Linked DNA regions of Mus musculus: all the other regions are linked to region 4. Evidence: chromatin contacts called from public targeted proximity ligation data. All regions are on one chromosome and are shown on one strand. The core of a region is the stretch at or near the end of the contact, and the rest is flanking DNA. Distances in the headings are between cores, read along the strand shown.

The links.
Region 1: a contact with region 4 is called in a targeted proximity ligation map of embryonic stem cells, with 6 read pairs. A contact is called at or near these places in 2 of 39 promoter capture datasets (both in liver), 1 of 484 Hi-C or Micro-C datasets (embryonic stem cells), 4 of 130 datasets of targeted methods (the NIH/3T3 cell line, bone marrow-derived macrophages and embryonic stem cells) and 2 of 9 other capture datasets (adipose tissue and liver).
Region 2: a contact with region 4 is called in a targeted proximity ligation map of embryonic stem cells, with 6 read pairs. A contact is called at or near these places in 6 of 39 promoter capture datasets (the HPC-7 cell line, embryonic stem cells and liver), 1 of 484 Hi-C or Micro-C datasets (embryonic stem cells), 5 of 130 datasets of targeted methods (bone marrow-derived macrophages and embryonic stem cells) and 1 of 9 other capture datasets (pancreatic islet).
Region 3: a contact with region 4 is called in a targeted proximity ligation map of embryonic stem cells, with 9 read pairs. A contact is called at or near these places in 8 of 39 promoter capture datasets (the 3T3-L1 cell line, the C10 cell line, the HPC-7 cell line and 4 more), 9 of 484 Hi-C or Micro-C datasets (the C10 cell line, Th2 cells, bone marrow-derived macrophages and 4 more), 6 of 130 datasets of targeted methods (the NIH/3T3 cell line, bone marrow-derived macrophages, embryonic stem cells and 2 more) and 4 of 9 other capture datasets (adipose tissue, liver, macrophages and 1 more).

Annotation. Positions count from the first base shown.
Region 1 is chr19:12,572,039-12,575,109 of GRCm38.p6, reverse strand. It overlaps Fam111a (family with sequence similarity 111, member A), which reads right to left and starts at 1,585. Exons shown (of 4, transcript NM_026640.2): 1 at 1,530-1,585.
Region 2 is chr19:12,500,449-12,503,577 of GRCm38.p6, reverse strand. It overlaps Dtx4 (deltex 4, E3 ubiquitin ligase), which reads left to right and starts at 1,582. Exons shown (of 9, transcript NM_172442.3): 1 at 1,582-2,571. The coding sequence starts at 2,361.
Region 3 is chr19:12,595,307-12,598,325 of GRCm38.p6, reverse strand. It overlaps A330040F15Rik (RIKEN cDNA A330040F15 gene), which reads left to right and starts at 1,760. Exons shown (of 2, transcript NR_015503.1): 1 at 1,760-2,388.
Region 4 is chr19:12,730,485-12,733,664 of GRCm38.p6, reverse strand. No RefSeq gene overlaps it. Among named protein-coding and RNA genes, the nearest start is that of Cntf, 34 kb to the left of the region's middle.

The DNA.
Region 1 (3,071 bases), core at 336-2,835, 160 kb after region 4:
GAAAGAAATATGAATTTGGCAGTTCACAGGCACATGCTTAAACAATTCTGAATCATTCCATATCTACCCCCACACAAACGATTTTCGGTATTCATGCTGGGTCATATTTTATTAGAATGTGGAGGAGGATCAGGTTAAAATGTCCACAGCCAGCCTGAGTTAAATGAGACTTTGTCTCAAAAAAAAATGGTGGAAATATCCTCTAATACAGAATTATTTGCTATATGATAGGTATTTGGAAGTTCATTGTATGATCCCCTCCTTCGTTTGTTTGTTTGTTTGTTTGTTTGTTTGTTTGTTTTTCGAGACAGGGTTTCTCTGTATAGCTCTGGGGATCCTGAAACTCACTTTGTAGACCAGGCTGGCCTCAAACTCAAAAATCTGCCTGCCTCTGCCTCCCCAGTGCTGGGATGAAAGGTGTGCGCCACCATGCCCGGCATATGATCCCCTCCTGCCTCCACTCCTCCTTGCTTTTTCAGTTAGAATGATGTGAATACAAATTCCTCCGAGTATACCACATTATAATTTGAGAAGACAAAGTACTTACATGTACTATCTTTCTTTAGTAGAGCAATAAACCAATATGGCCTGTACCAAGTCCCATCCTCGGTCTCCCTAACAGTTTCCTGGAATTGCTTTCTCCATCTTCTTCCCCTTTCTCTTGCCCCCTTTTTCTTTCCCCTGGCCTTTCTCACTCTCCCTATTTCTGAATAACGCCCTGCCCCACCAAGCCCCTTTAAGCCTCTTTCTGGCTTCTGAGCCACATCCGTCCCTCCCTATTGCCTAATAACTTCCTCTCCAGCCCCTTGTCTCCCTCCCCCACCTTCACTTCCCCCTCTCTTAAAGGCGCTTATTTTCTGGCTAGCCATGTGCACATTCTTGCCTACTTACTTTTCTCTCAGAAAGGCTTTCCAGAGGCAAAGACCAGAGCTGATCTAAGCCTGCCTCTTCCTACACTACCACATCATCAATACCAGCACGCTGAGGCTAGAATGCTGAAAACAACCCTGGGCTCCCTGGGTCCTTCAGATGGGTTAGCCCTTCTGCCTCTGTCCCAAGGGCTTTCCAGCGCTAGAAGTTCCCCCATGCCACCAGTGTGCCTGAGATTTCACCCACTCTTCATTTCAGAGTAGCACAGTTTGTTTATGGACCTGCCACCTTCCCTGGCTCACAGCTAGGACCAGCTACACTTGAACCCAACATCTAGCATTAAGTCTGCTTTTGGGAGGAAACCGTCACAGTGCCCTTAAAGAACACTAAAGATGACTGGTATTTTCTAGTCCTCAGCAGAACATACTGGGTTATGTTGATGGAAACAGCAGACAAATCAGGTTAATGTAGTAACCACCTATTCGAATATGGATAGCTTCCACTCCACCTGCTAGGCAAGCCTGAGAAAGAAATCAGTATTTGTCACTTGTGTATTTTTATTCCAAGATGAAATAGACTTGCTAAATATATTGGTGAATATTTGCTGCACACCACATTCTGACATGAAGAAATTAATCTTAAAGTGGCTTTTTACTTACTGGATCTTTCCACTCTATGGCAGCTTCGCTCCAGCCGCTGGAATCCCGGGTCTTTTAGAAAAAACAGAACCAGACTGTCATTTGACGTCTTTGTTCAGAGGGTGGAGAGACTGCGGATTGGTCCTTTCTCTGAACAGCAACCAGCTGTGCTTCAGTCCATTGGCTGCATTCAGAGCGCGGGACTGGACCAGAGCAAGCGCAGTGTGCATCCGCCCTGGTCTCTAAGGGCCGCCTAGTCAAGGAAGCCCGCCAATCGAGTGGGTGTGGTCCTCTACTCTCCAGGGATCTCCTTTTAGAGCCTAGTCAAATGAGGTATGCTAACTGGACTCAGTGGGAAGCTGAGGAGCCAGGACTAGATCTGGGTTCCCTCCTGGTTTCAGGCAGGTCCAGGGATTTTCTTCCAAATAGCAAGAGAGACCAGGGCAGCAGGTTAGTGACATGCTTTCTGGCTGCAGGCAGGAAGAGAATGAGCTAGGAGGAGGAAGGCTGGAGGACTCAGGGCCTTTCTAGGGGGTAACATCCCCACAGCAGACCAGCTTCAGTACTTGAACAAATCAGAAAGAAGCTGCAAATCCTTGTCAAAGACTCATTTTTCAAAAATGTATTAAATTTATTATTTGTGTGTAATATGTGTATGTGTGTGTATGCCACATGTCACAACTTTCAGGAATTCAGGCTCTTTCCTACCATGTGAGTCTAGTGGATCAAACTCAGTCAGACTTGGCAGCAGATGCTGAGTCATCTCGATGACCTAATAAATTGATTTTTTTCCAGATGTGCATCATTGGGAGTAAATATTTTCTACTCATAAAGAGAGTGTCCACTCCAGAAATATGAGCTGTGATTAAAAAGGAGGAAGAGGAGGGAGGGAGCCAGGCAGGGAGTGGGAAGAGATTACTGGGAGACACAACTGTTATGGGGCAAGAAGGAGGATGCTTAGGGCATGGCTAAAGAACTAGGGCAGTGGAAAGTCCCAGGAATCTATAAGGGTGACCCCAGCAATGGGGGATACAGAGCCTGAACCAGTAATCTTCTATAACTGGACAAGATTTCCAATGAACAGTTTGGGACACTAACCCAGCCACAAAGCATTCTACCTACAAATTGTCCTGCCTACAAGATAGTCTGGGGAAAAGTGGTGCAGAAATTGTGGAGGTGGCCAGGGATGACTGGTCCATCTTGAGACCCATATCATGTGAGGAAGCCAACCCCTGACACTACTAAAGATATTCATTCATACTTGCAGACAGACGCCTAACATAATCATTAGCAGAAAGGCTTTACCCAGCAATGAATGGAAACACAGATGCAGAAACCCACAGCCAAACATTAGGAAGAGCTTGGGCAATCCTGCAGAAGAAAGGGAGGAAGATGGTAGGAGTCAGAGGGGTCAAGCATACCACAAGAAAACCCACAGAATCAACTAACCTGTTTCCATAGCAGCTCACAGAGACTGAGCAGATTACAACTATTGCTACCACCTTGGAGAACCCAAACATCTCTGAAAACCTAAAACATATATCTAGCTATATGCTCTTTTCC
Region 2 (3,129 bases), core at 333-2,832, 230 kb after region 4:
TAGTAGTTATAGTTGACTCTGTTTAGAGATTGTTCTTCTGGTGATTCTGTTACCGTCTATCAGCAGACCTGGGAGACAGATTCTCTCCTCTGAGTTTCAGTGCTCAGAGCACTCTCTGCTGGCAAGCTCTCTTACAGGGAAGGTGCGCAGATATCTTGTATTTGGACCTCCTCCTGGCCGAAGAAGAAGGCCCAAAACAGGACCTTTCTCAGACACTGTGTTGCTTTGGCAGTTCCCAGGTGGTACAGACTCTCACCTAAGCAGACTAAATTCCTAAGTTCCTTGGAGTCCCAGGACCAAGATGGCGACCGCTGCTGCTGTGGCTTAGGCCGCCTCCCCTGCCGGGTGGGCACCTGTCCTCCGGTCCGGAAGGTGGCCAGCTGTCCCCGGCCCACACAGGGTGCTGCCTCAGCGCCTCTGTGCTTCTGCCTGTTCCAGAAGCTGTCAGGTTCTCTGGCGCACCCTCTCACCTGTTCAGACTCACAACTAATTACTATATATTCACTCTCTCTAACAAGTTACCCAGGCGCAAATGTTTTCCTGTGTTGTCATTCATTTCACTTCTACTATACTACCCTGCCGTGTTATCGTGGTAGACACAAGAAGACGGAGTGCAAAAGAGAATGGTCAGAAAGTAAACGTTAGTTCTTTCTACTTCCTGTTTGTCCTGCAAGCAGACAGTTAAATATTTCTTAATACCCACCCACACCTTTCCCCAGTTTAAGTTTCCTCTATCTGGAAATTTCTAGTTTATCTGCTTAGGAGCGGTTTTCTGTTTGTCTCCTCAAATATAAAAGGAGCACATGAAACTATGGAAAAGCCATTCCAAAAAAGATTAACAATCTCATTACCAATATAAGATTGCTCCAAATTCCAGCTTCACTTTGTCAGAACGGATTCATTGTGCAGTTCCACCCACGGAGAAACAAAGTGTGTGTTTTCTGACAAGGTTAATACATAATTCTCTTTAAAATGTCTAACTTAATTCGTTTGGAGACCTGGTCTGGATATGTGGCATGAAATTCTCCATCTTCTTGCTTCTCAAGTGTGGAAGTTGCCCGTGTGATGTACCATGCCAAGCAATAATGTGCAATACAGGCTTCAATCCCCTTAGTCAGAACCCACTTTATATTACTTTCCTCTTTAGCCATTGATGATCAAAATGAGCGAGTCTAGCTTGCGTTTGTTCTGCTGTCTCATGGTTTTATTTACATAGACACTGCAGGATGAATTAGTCTACCTTGTGTCTTCTAACAGAAAAATTGGACAGCAAGAACTTCTTTTCTCTCTATGTAAACGCAGGGAACCCTTGGCACTGGCTCTCGATGGTCACAAGTGTGTGGCCTTTGACCTGCACTTGAGGATTTGGACCAGCAGGGGGCATGGAAGCTCTAGATCGCTGGTGCTAGTGGCCATGGGGCGTGGCTTTTGCATCTTTGATGGACAGCTAGGGAACGGTGCAGACGAGGATGAGGTAATAACGGACAGAACAAGGAGAGCGTGGGGCAATTCCTGTGTGTGTGTGTGTGTGGGTGGGGGGTGTTGCGTGCGTGTGTGGGTGTGGATGTATGTGTGTGTGACAGAGAGAGAGAGAGAGAGAGAGAGAGAGAGAGAGAGAGAGAGAGAGAGAATGCGTATGCATGCACGAGCTGTAGGGAGATGCGAGCCTCTGAGCTCACGCCGCGGACACGGCCGGTGCTGAGCTGAAAACAGACAGACAGACAGTTCCATATTTGAACAGGCTGCAAAGTTGGGTCCTGGCAGTGGCAGCTGGGACCGGGATGGCGCGCGTGCTCTCGAGACTGGGGGACCAGGGAAGCCTCCGCGGGCGCGAGCTCGCCTTGGCGCTCTGCCCGGGAGGGGCGACTCCTCCTGGAGGCCACTGAGCCGAGCCGCAGGGAGGGGGAGCTGTGCCACCGCGGTCGGCTTACTCGAAGCGGAGAGAGGGCGGAGGGCGTGACCGTGCGGCGCGATCCACGCGGGCGCCCGCGGAGCCCGAGGCGCAACTGGTGCGAGGCGGGTGCAGCGTCGCGCTCGGGCCGCGCGCCCCCGGGTGGCTTTGCAAGGCGGGGCGGCGAGTGCGCAGGGCCGGGCCTTTGCATGAAGCCGCTGGACCCCTCGGAGCAGCGGCAGAGGCGGCGGAGCCCGGCGGAGCGCAGTCGGAGACGGGCAGCTCCGGGGTCCGTGTCCCAGTGCCTACGCGGCTGCGGACTCCCCCATGGGCCGCAGCTGAGGCTTCCCGCAGCGGTGGGGCGCAGACCGGGGGGCGCGGTTGAGACCCGGAGGCGGCGGCGCCGGAGGAAGCGCAGAAGGCCGGGCCCGGGAGGTGGGCAGCACCGCGCCGCAACCCCGGGCTCGCCATGCTCCTGGCCTCGGCAGTGGTGGTGTGGGAATGGCTGAACGAACACGGCCGCTGGCGTCCCTACAGCCCAGCCGTGAGTCACCACATCGAGGCGGTGGTGCGCGCTGGTCCCCGCGCCGGGGGCAGCGTGGTGTTGGGCCAGGTGGACAGCCGGCTCGCGCCCTACATCATCGACCTGCAGTCCATGAACCAGTTCCGCCAAGACACGGGTGAGCCATTCACATCTCTTGTCTGTCCCAGGAGCTCCCGCCTCGTGGGTCCGCTGTGATCCACCCAGTGGCCAGCTTTGCTCACTGGTATCAGCTATAGGTGTTGAGGGCAGGTGCTTCTCTTCCCTAGGTCCTCACAGGATTCCAAGACCACCTCCAAGTAAATGTCCTTGCAAGTAGTTTAAAGAGTCTTGATTATACAACCCAGCCTCAGCCTAGCTGCAGGAGAACCCCTTTATGCCCCCATCAGCCCCTAGTAGCCGTTTGTGCAAGAACTCTAGGGTTTTGCAAACCGCCTCCCACCCCCCAAGAAATGCTGACTCTTCAGCAAGACATTACTTGAACCTCTTGGCTCACACCTGCTCACACTTGCTCACACCTCAGTTCACCCTGCTTTGCCTCAGGCACCTTTGGGCCTAACATACACTTGCCCCCACCCCCCACCCCCTTTCAACTTTAATGTCTATATGGCCCTCTTCTAGGGACCCAGCCTTCCCACTGTCAGCTCCTGGGTAAGAGACTTGGGGAGGCAAAGGGATCCCCAGTCTCCAATTACTG
Region 3 (3,019 bases), core at 511-3,010, 140 kb after region 4:
AAGAGGCATCTTTGTACATACTTCTCAGTCTTCATAGTTTTATTTTGTAAATAGTTTATTTTTCATTAATAATTAACACACAGAATTAGGTTTTATTGTGCCAGTTTCAGACAAAATTTATTTTGTTGAATCACCTCACCTTTCTCACCCCCCATACCCTCACCCCCTCCCCACTGTACCTTACACACATCCTCCATCTCCACATTCACCTCCCTGTGCCCTTCCTCTACTTCTGCAACACTTTCTTTCCCTCTTTGTGCACTCTTTTCTGATTCCAGAGCCTACAGTCAAGGAATTCACCCCAACTTACATACGACAGACAGACAGACAGACAGACAGACAGACAGACTTTATAGGCTAGGCTCCACATGTGAGAGATGTGCTGTCTGTCTAAATCTGGAGGGTTTTTTTTTCTAATTCCCATATTCATTCATTTTTCTGTAAGTTATGTGATTTCATTTTTCTTTACAGCTGAATAAATACCATTTATATATGTGCCACGTTTTCCTTATCCATTCATCTGTTGGCTCCATTTGGGCTGGTTCCATTTCTTTGCTATTTTGAATAGAAAACCAATAAATGTGGATGTGCAGGTATCTCTGTGGTAGAATACACACACACACACACACACACACTCACACACACACACATACACACACTCACACACTCAGAAGTATATCTGGATCATAGGGAAGTTCTGTTTTTTTAATTTTTAGAAATGTATACTAATTTATATAATGGCTGTACTAGGTTACATTACCTCAACAGCACTGCTGTCTCTTTTCTTTATCTTAGTAATTGTCACTAGGGGAAGATGGAATCCAAAACGTAGCTTCAATTTTCACTCAGCTGGTAACTAAGAATGCTGAACGCCTTTTTAATCTCTGGTGTCCATATGTGGTCCTACTTTTGCGAACGGTATCTTCCATTCATTGGCTGATTTATTGACTAGCTATTTTGAAGTTTAATTACTGCAGTTCTTTATATATTCTAGACGCCCAGCCCCTGTCTGAGGCATAGCTGGCAAAGACATTCTCCACTCTGCAGGCTGTTGGAGAATGTTGCAGAATGTTCACTCTGTCCTGTCCTCTGTGGACAAAGGGAGGAGCCTCTCTGCCAGGCATTCCGGAGCCCAGTCCTCCGGTTCTTCTCTCCACCACATCCAGATGCTCCAGCTCTGGAATCCCTGGCTCCAATCTCTCTTCCCAGTAATTTTCCAGCACTTTTCACACACTAGACTGTAACTAGACACTGAGGAACCCTACGGCTTCCCAAATCTTACATCCAGGAGTTGTCAGTGGGAAGGGGGGGTCCATAGAAGAGGGCCAGATTCAGCCAGGTTGAAGGGAGGGGGAGGTGTACGGCAGCCCCAAAGGTGCTTGAGGCAAAGCAAAGTCAGCTGAGGTGTGAGCAGTAAAAGGGCTCCAGCAGTATCTTGCTGAAGACCCCGCATTCCTTGGGAACTGCAAAGTCCTAGAATTCCTGCACTAAGGGCCAGTAGGGGCTGGGGGTGGCGATGGGGGCATAAAGGGGTCTCCTGCAGCTAGGCCGAAGCTGGGTTTGTATAATCAAGACAATTTAAACTACTTGCCAGGACAAATACTTGAAGGTGGTCTTGGAATCCTGTGAGGATCTAAGGAAGGGAAACACCTGCCCTCAACACCTATCACGTGAGGACATCAGTAAGCAAAGCTAGTCACTGGGTGAGTCAGTGGACAGACCAGGGATTTGGATGGCTCACCCGTGTCTTGGCGGAACTGGTTCATGGACTGCAGGTCGATGATGTAGGGGGCAATCTGTCTCTCCACCTAGCCCAACACCACGCTGGCCCCGCGCGTGGACCAGCGCAGCACCGCCTTGAAGTGGTGTTTCACAGCAGGGCTGTAGGGACACCAGCCGCCATGATCGGTCAGCCATTCCTACACCACTAGGGTCCAAGGCTGAGGTCTGGAGCATGAAGTGCCCTGAGATGCTCCCTTCCCCGTCCTTGCACACCCGGCCTCGGGCGCCACCGCCTCCCGGGAAGCCTCAGCTGTGGTTCATGGGGGAGTCTGCAGTCGCTTAGGCACCGGGACGCGGACCCGTAGCTGCCCGCCTCCAACTGTGCTCCACCGCCCCTGTCGCTGCCGCTGCTCCGAGGGGTCCAGCGGCTTCATGCAAAAAACCTGACCCTGCACATTCGCCGCCCGCCTTGCAAAGCCACCCAGGGCGCACGGCCCAAGCGCGACGCAGCACCCGCCTCGCACCAGTTGAGCCTCGCTGGAGTTGCATGGTCACGCCCTCCGTCCTCTCTCCGCTGGGAGCCAGGCAACGGCGGTGGCACAGCTCCCTCCCTGGGGCTCCGCTCAGAGGCTTCCAGGTGTCTCCCCTCCCCGGAAGAACGCCAAGGTGAGCTCACGCCCGCGGATACTTCCCGGGTCCCCGGGTGTCCAAAAGCTCGCTTGCCATCCCGGTCCCAGGGGCCAACGCGGGGACTGAGGTTTGCAGCCACTAACTTCCTGTCTGTTTTCAGCTCAGCGCTGGCTGTATCCGCGGCCAGAGCTCCTACACTTGAGTCTCACCAGGGCTTTTGCTCGCACTGACATACACACACTGACGAACACACGCACGCTCAGCCCCACGCCTTCTTCTTCTGGCCTGCTATTACCTCATCCAGGCCTGAATCCTGGAGGTGTGTCAGATATGCAGAAGCCACGCCCTCTGTCAGTTTGCACCAGCATCTTAGAGCTTTCATGCTCTCTGCTGGTCAAACGTCACAGTTGTGACCACTGAAAGTCAGTGCCAAGGGATGCATGCGTTTATGGTATAAACTTTATGCTGTCTATGTAGAAATCAGAGCAGGCTGAAATATTGTACTGCCTTTTGAAAGTCAATATGAAACAAAGAAATAGACTCTTATACTCTGTACCCATTGGATGTTGTATATGTACATACATAAAATGGGTTTAATTAGAACTACCCCCAGACACTAATGACTATCAAATAAAAAGCCTAGTGCCAGGTGTGGGGCCAGGTGTGG
Region 4 (3,180 bases), core at 670-3,169:
CATGGATCTAGGGTAGCTAAACTGGAAAAAAGTGAAGCATGTTGGAGAAATACTGACAAGAGAAACTAACACACACTAAGATTTTAAGTTGTGGAGAGTATGAGAAGTTAAAAAAAAAAAAGATTTTGTGAGGGCTATAGAGATACCTCTGCTGATTAAGGACTTGACTCGTAAGCATGAGGTTTGAGTTCCATCCCCAGAACCCACATGATGGTGGCATGATGGTGACATGGAGGCTGACTCTTGGTTCTGGAGCCAGCAGTCTAGCCTTCCTTCGTGGAGAGTTCTGCCAACTATTGTAGAGATCAGTAACACAGAGGAATAAAAGTGATCAAAAATCAAGAGAATAGTTACATAATGTAGGGCATTGGTATTGAAACTAGAATACGATGCAAAATACTGAAGAATAAACAAATTATATTTAAATATACACACACACACACAACAGGAGAAAAAAAATTTCACCAGAGTAAAGTAACCAACAATCAATTATAAGATTGTTTGAAAAATATGCAAAACCAAAAACAAAATGTAAAAGAAATATTTATTTGTGACAGTAATTGTAGTTAGGGCAAAATAAGTAAATAAATAAACAAACAAATAAGTAAGTTTAAGTGGTTGTATGTGAGCTAGCAAGCACATTAAACTATGAGAATAAGAACAAGAATACCTAGTGAATAGACCATTCAACTGAAGAACCACCACCCAAAGCTGTATTTTGCACGCTCATCTAGTGAATGGGCACAACTCCAAAGCCCACATTCAAAAATAGGTGTAGAGCTGAACAGAATTAAAAGGAATATTATGTCAGGAATTCCCAGCAACAATTTTAAGTTTGACAGTTACCTTTGAGGATCCACAGAGCTCAGCGCTGCTGGCTTAATCATCGTGACTACAGTGTAAGGACACAGACTATTAAAATCAGCAAAATGCAGGTAAGAAGCCAGCTCTGTTCTCCCTGGGAGAACACACAGTCCGTGCTTCATTCTCCTACTGTGACTGTGTGACAACACACGGGCAATGTAGTTGGGCAGAGAATCTTACCTGAAACTAGGCATCTAGACTTTTTACTGGAGTCATTCATAGAGATTTAGGTGACTAATCTCCAGTCACCAATTTCAGCTCCACCCTACAGGTCAAAGTAATCTAGGATAGCTCAGGGTCTTCTGCGATAGAAAACAGGGTTCAACCATTGTAAATCACATTGTTAGCATAAATTATCTGATGTGTGACCAAGATAACTCAGTAAGTCAATAGATTCGACAGGGAGGGAGGGAGGGAGGATTCAAAAGAAAAAGACAATTAGACAACACTATAACAGGACCCCAGCCAGTTCTGAAGCTGAAGAGGCTTTTGTTTTTTGTCTGCTTTTATATCATTCTAGGTACATACAAAGAAGATAATCAGTCCTAAGGCATAAACCAAGTAGTTAAAGAACACAGAAAGCATAAACAAAGATCCCTTGATTACTGTATTTAGGGTCTTAACAAGACCCATCAAGATAGAAAGAACACATTCCTCAACCTTATTCACCTTGAGCCTACTTCCTTGTCCTAGCCCAATGTCAAATTCCTTCCAAATTCCTAGAAGGCGGAATCAAGAGTTCCCCACAGGTGTGGATCAACTTCTCAGGTAAATAAAGACATCGTTCTCAGTCAGGATATTCCAAGAATTCAGCAGGACTTGGCTGAGAGATGAGAATTCTCTTGCTTTATTTACTCTTCACTCGGGTTGTGTTTTCTTCTTCAGGGAGTACCAAATATTAGCGCCCCAGAGGGCTACAGACTGTCCTGGTAGCATCTACAGGTCAAGTCTCACACTCCATGAATTGAGACTGCCAGAGTCTCAATATGGGATGAGAACCTGTAGTCACTCTGGAAGAGCTGGGTCGACTGAAAGGACAAGCATGAAGAGAGTGCTTCCGCAATTAGAGGGAAGCAGATTAAAGAAACAGTTGAAACCTACACTATCAATTGGGCATAACTGCTTCACAGTAGTGCAGTCAATTCAGTAGGTACAAATGAAAGTCAGAACACAATGAAAGCACACACTTTTACCATAGACTATCTGTTTTGGTTGTTTGAATGAGAATGTTCTGCATAGGCTCATATACTTGAATGCTTGGAATCCTGCCAGTGGAACGATTTGGGGAAAGATTGAATCTAGCATGAATCCTGAAGTAAAGGCCCTACACTTTGCAGTAGTCTTTTGTAAATAGTCAGTGATTGTTATCTGAGGTTTATGGAGTTGCTCTTCTGAAGGATTCACAGAGCCTTTGCAAATCTCAATCCCAAGACATACCTGGCAAACCAAGAAGTCTCCTATAGCTGAGAATTGCTTAGGGAAAGGTTCCTTTAGGCAGCAACCAGATCAGGTTTCAGAATGTGTAAATTGACTTGCTAAAAGTACCCTTTGTGTAACAGTGAAAAGGCTCATCAATTTGAGTTCCTCAGAGGCTGATCTACCTACTGCAAAGAGCTACATTGTCTCTTTTTTTGACTGGTCGACTGTCTGGCACAACCTAGAACAATGATATTTGACACCCAATGTTGTGGGTGAAAAAGGGGGTCCTGACAATTCAGGACTGGAGATAAAGCTGGGCATAGTGGTGCATGCCTTTAATCCCAGCACTTGTAGGCAGAGGCAGGTAGATTTCTGAGTTCGAGGCCAGCCTGGTCTACAAAGTGAGTTCCAGGACAGCCAGGGCTATACAGAGAGTAACCCTGTCTTGGAAAAAAAGAAAAAAGAAAAAAACCACCACCACCACCAACAACAACAAAAAAGTACTCTCAAAGAGTAAGTGGTAGTCCAGGATTGGGCAGGGTCATGGGGAATCCCCATTTCACAAGCAGCATGAGTTATGAGATCCGTAGAGTTGTTAAAATGCTAGTTAAAAAGAAAAGCATTAACTGCACATTTATGGCAAATATTGCAGATACAAATAGGAAGGCTCCTGAGACAAGAATAAATCAAAAGGGGAAATGTTTACTCAAGGCCTGCAAATAGAGAAGCTCCAAAAACAAAAAAAAAAACATAAAAGCAGAGAAAAAGCTTCTTCTTGGTAGAAATAGAGGAAGGAAAAAGGCTCTTCCTGAAAGAAAAGGGACAGTAGTTATTAGTTGGGAACCAACAGATGTGACAAATCTGAAGCCAGTTTAAAAAGCTGTGGTATCATATAAA